Linked DNA regions of Hordeum vulgare: region 2 is linked to region 1. The links are chromatin contacts, called in public Hi-C maps. All regions are on one chromosome and are shown on one strand. Each heading gives the region's core, a stretch centred on a gene start, on an enhancer-like site or on the middle of the called end of the contact. The rest is flanking DNA. Distances are from core to core; before and after follow the strand shown. Region 1 holds the start of LOC123447876 (methylthioribose-1-phosphate isomerase). Region 2 holds the start of LOC123447878 (protein ACTIVITY OF BC1 COMPLEX KINASE 1, chloroplastic).

What was found. Hi-C and Micro-C count contacts between places; a contact is called where the count stands out from the background.
Region 2: a contact with region 1 is called in a Hi-C map of leaf, with 3 times the contacts expected there. The contact joins the promoter of LOC123447878 here to the promoter of LOC123447876 in region 1. A contact is called at or near these places in 2 of 6 Hi-C or Micro-C datasets (leaf and seedling).

Annotation. Positions count from the first base shown.
Region 1 is chr4H:59,974,598-59,981,182 of MorexV3_pseudomolecules_assembly, reverse strand. It overlaps LOC123447876 (methylthioribose-1-phosphate isomerase), which reads left to right and starts at 3,055. Exons shown (of 9, transcript XM_045124585.1): 1 at 3,055-3,251; 2 at 3,340-3,395; 3 at 4,267-4,422; 4 at 4,564-4,663; 5 at 5,477-5,619; 6 at 5,700-5,805; 7 at 6,143-6,281; 8 at 6,357-6,585. The coding sequence starts at 3,186.
Region 2 is chr4H:60,621,574-60,628,158 of MorexV3_pseudomolecules_assembly, reverse strand. LOC123447878 (protein ACTIVITY OF BC1 COMPLEX KINASE 1, chloroplastic) reads right to left here and starts at 3,126. Exons shown (of 15, transcript XM_045124587.1): 1 at 2,912-3,126; 2 at 2,032-2,366; 3 at 1,741-1,947; 4 at 1,542-1,631; 5 at 1,276-1,422; 6 at 631-795. The coding sequence starts at 2,340.

The sequences.
Region 1 (6,585 bases), core at 1,806-4,305:
TAAACATGCATTTCTATTGCAACCAAAAATACCATGGGCTAGTCTAAACACCCAAGAACAACTCCCTAATTGACAACTTAATCAAACGGAGCACGGAATAAATCCTACGAAATAAACAAAAGGGCAACACGGCAAAATATTGCGCGAACTAATTTGTTCAAAAGCTAAAACTAATTGCACAGAAAAATCCATGGGATTTATCTACCCCGGAAACATATAAAATATGTGGGGTTGCACAACAAAATAAAGTCACACATAAATGCGGGAAAAACAACCTATACACGGGAAAATAAACTACCCGCCATCCCTACACGTAAAAATACCAATGACCGCTCTAAAATGCATGGGAAATAGGTTCCTAAAACATGGGCATTTCTAATACGGCATACGAACAACCCGGTCTTGCGCGAAAATAATTACGGGTACTATTCTAATGGGACAACACGTTACTCTAGGAGAACAGTGGGTCAAACCTCATCAAACATTTATGCAAGTTGCAAAAACGGATACTACGTGAAATTCTACACAAAATCCATATAAAATACGCCTCGATCCGATTTACGGTTTAAAAGTTACGGGGGTTTGAAAATCTAGTCTACCTTCGAAAAAGAATTAAATTCAGATTAAATCCTAAATATCTACTCGGCCGAAATCCATGCGCGTAAAAAAAACTAGGAGGCGCCTGGGGCGCGAGATAGAGAGGCTCGGGGGGTGCTCTCACGTTGGCCGAGAGTTCTGCTGGAGATGGGCCGTGTGGGAGGCGCGACGCTACCTGGGCCTGCTCGACGGAGGGAGCCAGGCCCAGGCGGGATGAGGTCGGCCCAGGAGGGGTCGCGGGGAGGCTGCGCGTGCTGGAACGTCGTCATTCTCCTCCCGCACGCTCATGGCGGCGCAGCAAGGAGCCGACAGAGGGGCTCCAGGCTCCGGTGACTGCCGGACCTGGGCGGAGGCGAGGGCGGCTGCCCGATCTGGCCGGATCCGTGCACGGGAGGTCCAATCCCGGCGGCGGCGCGAGCTGTGGCAGAGGCGCGCGGGACTCCGGCGAGATACTGCACGTCTCCGGCGACGTGGAAGGCAGGGCGGCGAAGATCCCGGCGGCGCGGAGGCGGGGCACCGGCGAGGGAGGTGCGGCGACGTGGGGCGCAGCTCGCCGAGGCATGCGGCGAGCAGGGGCTCCCCCTGGGACGCGGGCGCGCTCGAGGCGCTGCTGGGTTTGCGCGACGGCGGGGCGATTCGGGCTCGGGCGGGCCCTGGATGGGCTTCGCGGGCCCGGCAGCTGGAGGGAGGAGAGAAGCTGGCTAGGGTTTTGAGGGGGCGTGGATTACGAGGTGGACACAGGTTGGCTGTCCAAAATACACACGGAACTATATATAGCCAAATGGGGGGCTAGGTTTAGCGGTTTTCCGCCCCGGATCCAACCGCGCGGACGGATTTGACTAATTTCGAACGCGGGGCGGACGCGTGGCTGTGTAGAGTATGTATCCGGAGATGAGAGGGAAAGCGGGCGACGCGGCAACGAGTTTTTAAAACACCGTCAAACGTCCGACGGTAGACCGAATACGGTGCCGCTACGGTCGACCGTTCGGGTACCAGAGGAACTCCGATCGCGACGAAATTCGACAGGCGGCCTAGCTATAACTAATCACGACCGCGTGCCAAGTTTCACCTCGATCAGAGAAAGTTTTAAACACACTTTTAAAACAGGGTTTTGACGATGCCGCGGGCGCGTGCGAGTGCGGTCGGGCTCAGAACGGACAACGACGAGAACCGGCAACTAACAATGGATGCAAGTTTTGAAAACTGATGGCACAGAGATGCCGATGCAATGCAGATGATGCGCATGATGCGATGATGATGCGACAAAAGACAAATAGACACACGACGAAAACGGAAAGAAGGGGGAATCTTCTGGAACGTCGGCATCGGGTTGTCACAACCCCATTTGCCAAAGCCAAAATTCTTCCCCCCATCCGAGCTTCTGATGCCGCTACCACTACTCCTACTCCGGTCCTCCGTCCTCCTACCTTCCACCTCAGCCCTCAGCCATCTTCCAAACTGGGCCTTCTCATCCTTCTTCACCTTAGTGTTGCACTCTCGCTCCACGTGACAGATAACACCACAGGTGTAGCAAAAGTCCGGCAAGTACTCATAAGCAAATGGACACCAGCTCTTCCTTCCACGCTCATCAATCTGCACCATGCTTCCTCTCATCAGAGGCTTAGTAATGTTCAGTTTAACCTCCACTCTCAGATATTTACCTACAGCTTTACCATCTTCATCCGTTTCCACTTCCTGCACCTTTCCGATTGCTCCTCCTACATCCTCCCCAGACGCATGATCCATCATCCCCAATGGTAGCCTATATATTTGGACCCAGATAGGTACCTTGTTGAACTCATACTTTTCAATGAGCTTCATCGGATCAAAGTCTTCCATTACTATAAGCTCCTTCCCATACCACCATGGCCCATCCTCCACCGCCTTCCTTTTGCCTGATTCCTGCCCAAACGTAAACAAGAATATGTTGTCCCCTAGATCTTTGCACACTACTCCTTTCATCGGACACCAGCAAATTCCCAACGTGCTCTCGAGCACCCTAGCCATGGCGGGCTTCTCCGAAATTAGAACCTGCCATGACACCCTGTAATCCCCTCATCCCATAACCCTAGCAAATCTCAAAGATTCGTCATGTCCCGCACTCCGTGTTTGTCTACTTGTTGCAAAATTGCCATTCAACTCCCGCGTTATTGCGATGCGTGCGTGAGTCTTGCCACCGCCTGGCGCTGACGGCGGCCGATGGCGAAGGCGGCGCCGCATGATTTCGCACGTCTCGGTCTTCGCCCAACTCAACTCACATGAATTTGTTTCCTTCGCTCCGTCCATGCTAGCGGTCGGAAGCGTCGTCAAAGCCACGTCAAACGCCGATGACGATGCACGCCCAGGCCCAGCCCAGAGCGGGCAGAGCGAGCCCAAGGGGAAAAAACACCGGGAATACGAGGAACCCAAGGGGCTCAACCGCAAAGTGGTGAAGGGAACCTGTGTTTCGCTACGGCGCGGCGATATACACGGTGAGGGCGGTACGCGACAGCATAAAGGGGGAGACTGCGCAGTTCGTGCCGCCCCTCCCCTGCTTCCTCACTTCCTCCATCCGAGCCGTCCGAGTTTCTCCGAATTTCACGGCCAGAATGGGCGAATCGAGCGCGCTTCAGTCCATCCTCTACGGCCGCGGCGCGCTCCGCCTCCTCGATCAGGTCCGGCACTCTGCGCTCCCACGCGCCTTCGCTCGAGCGGCGACGGGTTCTTCCGTTCCTGATTCGTTCTGGTTTCGATGTGATGCAGAGGAAGCTGCCCCTCGAGGAGGTCTACGTCGACGTCAAGGACTCCGCGGATGGATGGTGAGCTCCATTTTCTTCCTAAACCTCTACTGCTAGTATTTCTTTGCTGTATATATGAGGATGGATGTTGTCAGCGGCGGACACAGGTCAATCCAGGGTTTAATACTGGAGCATTACCTAGTTTGATTTGCCAAAAAAAAGGACCTTTGCGTGCAAATGTTTTACCATGTGCGCTGTTGGGACTGAGTGCGGGGGTTCACGGGGAATTGATTCGGCACTCTGGATTAAATAAAGAAGATAGAGGAAGCGAATCCTGGCGGCGGGGGCGGCAATAATGCTGCTGCTGCTGCGTTTGGGCCTGCTTACAAGTGGGAGAAGAGTCTTGTTGCTTATCGGGCTCGGGAGATGGACAGGACAGGTATGTGGTCCGGATTGCTTGAAACGGGGCAGGTCAAGGGAAACGAAACAGCCAGACAAGGAATTTGCTGGCAGTACAAAAAATTATTGCAAAACCAGAACTGGCAAAGTGGGACTTGTTCTATAGGACAAACCCGATAACTAGATCCGTTTGTTACTGAAATAGTTGCTGATAACTCGAGAGGCTTGCGGAAATACAATTTGAGCCTGTAAGTTCCATACTAATATTCTGATAAGTCAAACAACTCCTTTGAAACTTTAAATACCTCCAAATCATGCGACTGTGGACGGATATTGTTAAATTCAAGATATTGTTAAACTCGGTTTATTATGTTCAGAGTCCTGCCTATTTGAATTGACACTGATGAAATGATAGAACAGAGTATGTAATGTAATAATAGTAAGAGAGAGTAAATACAAAAATTATACTAACAAGTTTGGTTTATGCTCACATAGCAAGAGTATATTTGTGCTTATGTCCGCACTGAGCATTCAACTCATTGACACTATTCAGGAATGCGATCAGAGACATGGTTGTCCGTGGTGCTCCTGCCATAGCCATAGCAGCAGCACTATCATTGGCTGTGGAAGTTAATGATCACAATTTCATTGGTACACCTGCGGAAGCAGCCTCGTTCGTTTCCAAGAAGTTGGAATACCTTGTATCCAGGTAAAAATAATTGAACTGTTTCATGTTTGAACCTCAGGGCCTTAAGCGCGATAAGTTTGATCCTTCGTGTTTTACATTGAAATGAGTTTCTACTTCTGTCCATGCATATCTAATCAATGATTACTTCAATTTCTTTGTCAGCCGGCCCACAGCAGTGAACCTGTCTGATGCTGCTACAAAGCTTCAGAACTTGGTGTCAACAACAGCTGAAACAGCAAAAGATGCCAAATCTATCTTTCAGGTGCTAAGCGGATTAATAGTTTTGATGTATCATCCTGCTCACTAGTAGTCCTTCAAGACCTGAACAAACCCACTCATCGTGACCAGTGTATATGCGCTTAATTGCCAGCACCATAGAGTTAATATGTCCTGGAAGGCTGGAACTTTATGTTTCTTTTGAAACTAAACAGGAAGTTAACAAACATGATGATAGTAGGTCGCATGAGGCTTAATTTCCAAACTTCCAGCATTGAGCCTACTTGTCAGAACATTATCAATTGGTAGTATTTATATGCCCTTGCTTGCGAATTCACTACTTTGCCCAGTTCCTTGAAGACATGGTGAATTCTTAGTTCTCCTGTTTGGATGTGGCTAATTGGTTGTGGCGTTTGGTTGGTTTTCAGTAGGGTTGTTTGATCAACCACTTTGTACAAGTGTCTCAACTAATGACAGATTGGTTGCAATTGGTGGCTAGCAAGAAACTAGCAATGGCTGCCTTTTGTGCCCAAGTGTCTTGAATGCTTGCATAATAGACTACTTATTTATCTGAAAAATAGCAGAATTCCATAAATACTGACCATTAGAAGTTACGAGGTGATAATGAGTTAAAAAAAACTGGTTTTTCCTCTTATTCGCTTGAAAAACTATTGTTCCTTCTAAAAAATATTTTCCCATGTTGCCTTACCAGATTTTATGTCCTCATAAATTTTCGAGTGGTATATATTTGTGACTACATGGATGATGAAATTTGGTTATCCCCGTGGTTGATGAAATTGTTGGTGCGCCTTCTTGACTTCTAATTTCTAACCTGCTTAATTATCTTTTCTCTATCCAGGTCTTCATTGAAGCTGCAGAGACTATGCTAGTTGATGATGTGGCTGATAATAAGGCAATTGGTTTGCATGGAGCTGAATTCCTTCAACGGCAGCTTGGAAGTTCAAAAAACATTTCTGTTCTAACCCATTGTAATACTGGCAGGTAAAGTAATAATTTTTGTTCTTCTATTTCTGATGCTCAATATCCTTATCCAATTATAGTCTATTGCTTTTTTAATCTAGCCTTGCAACCGCTGGTTATGGAACTGCCCTTGGGGTTATTCGTGCTCTTCACTCTGGAGGAGTTTTGGAGAAGGCCTTCTGCACTGAAACTCGTCCATTTAACCAGGTAGAGATTCATTCCATATTTGCATGTGATAATAATTTATCTTTTTTTTACCAAGATATCTAAGTAGAATTAGCCGCACTCCAGTTTTCTTCAGGGCATATTTAGGTCTTTGACATACCATAATCCCTATGTGCTTTACCACAAAAAAATAGTTCACTGAATCATCCTTCAAATAATTTCGCCAACTGTCTAGGTTGTCCACCTTTTTATCAATCGTTTCAGGTTAAATATAGATAAGAACTGGTTGCTACCTATTCTTTACCACTTATTCTAAGGATATGTTTGCAGTTTTTTCACAGACATACAAAGTTCTCAGCAGTTTGTTTGTAATTTCCAGGGTTCCAGGCTTACAGCTTTTGAGTTAGTTCATGACAAAATACCCGCCACGTTGATAGCAGACTCTGCTGCAGCTGCACTGATGAATAATGGGCAGGTTCAAGCTGTAATTGTGGGTGCTGATCGTATAGCTGCAAATGGTAACCACCCACAAGAATAATTCTTAAACCAAATATACTGGTTGCTGACTGTACTTTTGGGTATCAAATTTAAAGGTGACACGGCCAACAAAATTGGTACATACAACCTCTCGATTGCTGCAAAGCATCACGGCGTGCAGTTCTACGTGGCAGCGCCAGTAACTTCGATTGATCTCTCCCTCCCATCTGGGAAGCAAATCGTCATAGAAGAAAGATCTCCCAAAGAATTGTTGAACTCTGAAGGTGGTCTAGGAAAGCAAGTTGCCGCGTCAGGTATATCAGTCTGGAACCCCGCCTTCGACGT
Region 2 (6,585 bases), core at 1,877-4,376, 650 kb before region 1:
GTAAGTGCTTAGTACTACATGTGCCATCTGAAGCATTTATCATATTTTCTATTCATTGGGTGCATCCAAAATTATAGTTTGTTGCTTTGTTAGTGAAAACAGTGAAAGATCATGATTATGAAGTGAACAAAAAAGGTATTAGTACATTAACCATTCTGTGTGCTACCAACATCTATTCATGTGCCAATATTTTCTTCAAAGATGCACGCACCATTTGCATAATTCAATGTAGATTAAGGCACTAAAAATTCTGATGATTATTTAACTACTCAGAAGAAGGCATCTCATAACTATTCTACAAATTATACATTACATATGCTTCTGTAATTGCCATACACAATACATCACTACTCATTTTATTTTTACAGCAATACATCACTACTGATGAGAAGTTACTTTTGATTTCGAAGTGTTACAAGAGGTTCATGCACCTTTGAGCCATTTAGGAAACAGAAAATCTTTGTACTATGAAAGGCATGAGTATTCACATAAATACATGGTTACTTAATTTTAAAATATATCAAAAATATCAACTTAAAATCCCCGCTGAAATGTGCGGGCATGACCCTAGTTATTCATTATTCTGTAACTTGACATCGACAGCAAAAAAGACACAAAGAAATTACTTACAAGAGTGTAATCAAGTTCTTCCAAAAGTTTTTCACCGAATTCATCAACAATAAGCTCTGCATTGCAGCCTAGTTTTTGAAGGCTAATCCCATTCAAAAAGGAAGCCAAAGTGCGGAAGAGGAACAGATCTCGGAATATTATTGGCTCAATCCCTGGCCTCTGAACCTGTAGTACGATTGAAATCAAAGAGACAGAATAAAATAAACTCATTCAGTTTACAAGCCAAAAAGATGATTTACGAATTTAGCAAAAAGTAGAAGACAATCGTGGTGGTTATTAAGTTTCATGCACCAACTGGTAGGGCAAGCCACATACACCTCAACACTCCCTCTCACGCGTGGCAATCGATAAGGCCTAAACATGGACACAAATAGGGCAGGCATTTTTTTGTATGTGTACGGTTTTATTAATGAAATTGGTTCAGGCCGGCGTAAGCCCGCCGTAGCTCCGTCAAAAAAAGAATGATGCAGGCTATAAAGATGCTATTGTCTCTGATGGAGGCTTATAAAGGACACAAATTTCATCAGGGAGAAGGAGATAGACTATGTTTATAGTTATGTCTGTAAAGAACCCCACTAAATGGTGCATCAAGTCACAAATGTCAGAGTATCTCAAGTAAGAAAAGAAAATGAAAGGACCACAAACCTTGATAGCAACATCCTCGCCAGTTTCCCTTAGTGTGGCACGGTAAACTTGGCCCAGACTTGCAGCTGCTATTGTCTCTGATGAAATTTTGCTGAATAGTTGTTCTAGAGGCTGGCCAAGTTCCTCCTCAATTATGGAAAAGGCCACCTACCAGGTATACAGCAATAAGCACAGCTTAGTTAATCATCCTGATTTCATCGGCCTTACCACAATATGTGTCCACTGTCCAGAACAATTTGTAAAAGTATTCCATTGCAACCGTGTACCTGGTTCGCAAATGGAGGAACGTCATCTTGTAGGATACACAGTTCACTCATATAATCCTCACGAATAATATCAGGCCTGTTAGCTAGAACCTGAAAAAATAATGCAACTAGACAGTGTTGGGATCGTAATACAAAACAGATAGCACAAGTGAAATCTTACTTTTCGACGGCAATTATCAGAAAGGGAAAAGAATATAACCTGTCCTGCTTTTATGAATGACGGACCGAGATCACATAAAAGATTGCGGAGCTGGCGGGCACGGAATGGAACGATTTCTTCATCCCGCCCAACCAAGTAGTCATACACCAGAGATGACCAATAGAAGCCTAGTTTCCAAATGATCTCCACTCCCCGACTAGCGAGGGATAGTACAGAGCCACTTGATCCCAAGACTTTACTCCTGACCTATCAATTACGGAAATGGGCATAGTTAAAACCAAATTTCAGCAAACCAACCTTGTAAACACAAACGTTCGTGGTGCGCCATACCATTTCCGGGGAGTACTTTCGGAAAGGCACGCAGACACCACGCTCGATATCAAGTTGCTCCAGTGCACTGTTTGGCTTTTTGCTGGGCATGCCTTTCGCAGCTGCGCCATTAGTTTGCGTGGGTAGGGTCCGAGAAGAGAGCGGGGCATTAGTTGATGCAGCATTCATGACATAGAGTGAAGGTCGCCTTGTCCTTTTGGGAACACAGGATCTTGAACCGGCGTATCGAGTATATGGCACTGGACGGCTAGAAGTTGATATACCGGGGCGATGTGGTGAAATAGATACAGAAGCTGTGAAGAGCTCCATGCTGAAAGAGCTATAAGCGATGATATCTGGGGATGGAAGGAAGCCGCGTCAGTTATACTTCAATTCCTACCTATGCAACACAAGTAACAGCCGTATTTACTTCCTAAATTTCAACTGGAAACCAGAGTTCTGAAGGTCATATCCTCTGCTCTACTTTTGATAGATATAGGGAGAAAACAATTCTAATCAACCCAAACTGGTAAACACACAAACCCCACGTTTCTAACCTAGATTAGATTACATATGCAGTACCCAATTCCTCTGTCCCGCGTACTAAAATCACAGGTTACAGAAGCCAATGATAATAATCTCAGGGCATCGCAAATTTTGGGGAAACGACTGTTGACCAAAACCAGCCAACCAATGAACCAAATCAAACCCGCCTAGAACAGACTGAGAAGCTGCTATTGATACTACGACCTAATTCCACGCGCGCGCGCGCGCACAGCGCTAAAATCCCCGTCCTCAAATGGTCCTAGAAACAACCACCACAGAACCCGCGAAACCAGGGCAGAATCCAGGCGAGGAACGGTTGCCGGAAGAATCGGCGGGGGTTCGGTCGGCACCTCACCTTGTCCTCCGGCGGGCTCTCGCGGCAGGGTTCGGGGTTCGGTGAGTCCTCCGAGGCGAGCCGGGGGGCGTTGTGTGCCGGCTGCTCCTTTCGATTTGGGCGGGGAAGAAGCGCGTGCTGTTTTGTGGTGCCGAGCCAGCCGTGGCAGCGGTGGTGGCGGACGCAAATGGTGAGAGAGTGTAGATAGCTGCTCTGCTCACGGTGGCCATCCATCCAATGAGGCAGCACGGCCACGTCGTCTCTCTCGAGGTGTGTCTCCAAACTGGAAACTTTGCTATCCACAAGTACGGAACGTGGTCGTCTGTCCACGCAAAATTGCCAAACACTCGGGGAATGTAAGATTGAAGGAAAACAGCTAGCAACCAGGACGTCTTGAACACAAATATACACAACCACATGGCACAACAAGACTGCAACGGGTTTTGTAGTAATCTTTCTTTTAAAAGACAGAGGCAAAAGACTTTTCACTTTCTTTGATTAAGAAGATAGTGAGAGTTGATTGGTTAAAACCGGACTAACATTGTTACAATCCAGCTCACAAACATGGGCATCACCAGCCAACCTTGTCATCAAATATGGAACACATGGTTGCAAAGAAGAAAAGACATTTCTTGAAGAATGACAAGTGTCATCATTATTACCAGTTGCCTCCAAACAAGCGACTGCGATTTCATCATAGAGCTCCGCACGCACGAACAATCGACAATTCCGGCTTGGACGACGAGCATTGCAAGGGAAATATGTTGGACTTGCGCAACGAGTTTTGTAGTTATTTTTTTCTTAAAAGACAAGGCAAAAAGGCTTCTCATTTTCATTGATTAAGAAAAAAAATAAGAGTTGGCATAAAAATCAGGCTAAAACTGCTATAACCCAGCCCACAAATATGGGCATCACCAGCCGACCTCGTCACAAATATGGAACACATGGCTGCAAAAAGAAAAGGACATTTCTTGAGGAGTCACAAGTGTCATCATTATTATCCGTTGCCTCTGAACAAGCGACTAGGATTTCATCACAGCTCCACTATCAAAGCACATGCCAATAGATAGCCAGGCGTGGACAATCAACTACTCCGGCTTGGACGACGAGCATTGCAAGGGGATATATTGGACTTGCGCCCACCGCAAACGGTCACTGAGTGTATGTCATCGTTGCCACGTGAACTCGCTCTGCCGCAGCTCCGACTTCAAAGCAACCAGGCATCCCGCAGAAGAGCACCTCACACACGTCGGTAAAAAGCGACTATCGAAGCATGAACATCCACTCCTTCGCAACCGTCGAGGGGGGGGCATTTGCCATCACATGCTCTGCAAGTTCTTCATCACACAAGGCCTGATATATGATAGCACAAAAAAATGTTTTTTAATAACTAACAGAAGTTGGGTAGGTTTGGACATTTAGAGCATCTTCAATAGTAATCCTATTTTTGTGCACATGGAGGGAAAAACGCCCTTCAATACCACAAAACAATTCCAGACAAAATTGGGCAACACTGGAATACAACTCGAAGTACTGCAAAAATATCACACATTGGTTGTTGCCGCAAAAGCGAGTGGCTCCAACCCGACACCCAACCACGATTGTTTCACTCCCACCCCTCGCAAGAACCCTCGCGCCTCCACCCGCCTGTCGTCCTCTTGCGCACCATGGATGGCTCTTCTGACATCGCTATGCTTGTCGTCACTCCTCTGTTGGGGAACGTAGCATGGGAAACAAAAAAAAATCCTAACTCACCAAGATCAATCTATGGAGATCAACATCTACGAAAGGGGGAAGTGCATCTACATACCCTTGTAGACCGCTAATCGGAAGCTTATATAACACAGTTGATGTAGTCGTACGTCTTCGCAACCAAATCATGATCCGTCCCGCGATCTCATCAAGATCCGTCCCGCGACCCCATCATGATCCGTCCCGATCTAGTGCCGAACGGACGACACCTCTGTGTTCAGCACACGTACAGCTCGATGACGTTCTCCACCTCCTTGATCCAGCAAGCGAGGGTGGAGAGGTAGATGAGTTCTCCGTCAGCACGACGGCATGGCAGCGATGGTGGTGGAGCTGTTCAGGCAGGGCTTCGCCAAGCAATACCAAAACCGATCTAGTGGAGAAAACTGATCTATGAGAGAGACAGGGCTACGCCGTGGCATTGGTGTGTTGCAGACCTCTCTCTCCATCTGTATATAAAGGGGAAAGGGAGAGGAGGGCTGCATCCTAGGGTTACCCCCTAGGAGGGGCCGCGGTCAAGTGGAGGAAGGGGCAGCAGCTGAAAGGACGTGGATGTCGCCTAGAGGGGGGTGAATAGGCGCTTTAAAATAATTAAGGTTTAGGCTTGAACAAATGCGGAATAAAACTAACGTTTAATATGACAAGCACAAAACCTACAAACAACTAGGCTCACCTATGTGCACCAACAACTTATGCTAAGCAAGATAAACAACTAAGTGATAGCAAGATATATTACAATAAACAATATGTCTATCACAAAGTAAAGTGCATAAGTAAAGGGTTCGGGTAAGAGATAACCGAGGCACGGGGAGACGATGATGTATCCCGAAGTTCACACCCTTGCGGATGCTAATCTCCGTTAGAGCGGTGTGGAGGCACAATGCTCCCCAAGATGCCACTAAGGCCACCGTAATCTCCTCACGCCCTCGCACAATGCAAGATGCCGTGATTCCACTAAGGGACCCTTGAGGGCGGTCACCGAACCCGTACAAATGGCAAACCTTGGGGGCGGTCACCGAACCCGTACACGTGGCAACCCTTGGGGGCGGTTACCGGTACCCGGACAAATTGCTCGGGGCTATCTCCACAACCTAATTGGAGGCCCCGACGCTTGCCTGGAGCTTCACACCACAATGATTGAGCTCCGAGACACCACCAAGCTTCTAGGATGCCAAAGCATCCACGAAGAACAATACCAAAGGTAATAAGCTTCTCAACCTTCACTTCCACGTATCACCGTGGAGAACTCAAACCGATGCAACCAATGCAATGGCAAGAACACACGAAGTGGTCAAGTCCCTCACACTCAAATCCCTCCACAACAACGAAAGCTATGGAGAAATATGAGAGGAAGAACAAGGAGCTCACAAAGAACTCCAAGATCAAGATCCAAGGGGTTCCCCTCACATAGAGGAGAAAGTGATTGGTGGATGTCGTGGGTATAAGCCTGACAGTAGATGTGTAAGGTACGAATGAGATGGGCAGAGTCCTAGCTACGGCGAGGTTGTATGAGTTCAGGCCCCTCTGCGGTGGAGGTAACAGCCCTACGTCTCAGTGCTCTCGGAGCTTGTTGTCGAGTGGAATATGGAATACAATGATTTGCTAACCCCTTTACCAGTGGGGGAGGGCGGCTTATATAGAGTGCGCTGCCCTCCACAACGGTTCCGGTACAGGGGTGGAGTAGTGGGGATTGAATGCGTACGTTACAGGTAACGTATGCTCTAAATGCCAATAAATGCACCCGGAAAAGTACGGCCGTTTCCCTCCACAGAGGTTACGATGTACCGAGTGTAGCCAGTCGGTTAGCTTGGTATCCTCCGAATGCTAGTCTCCGACTGGATGGTTGAGGACCTGTTACCGACTGGATGATGGAGACTCCTTAATTCAGTCGGGACTGACTAAGGGCCTTGTCCTTTGTGAGGGGTAGTCCTTGGGTAGGACCTACA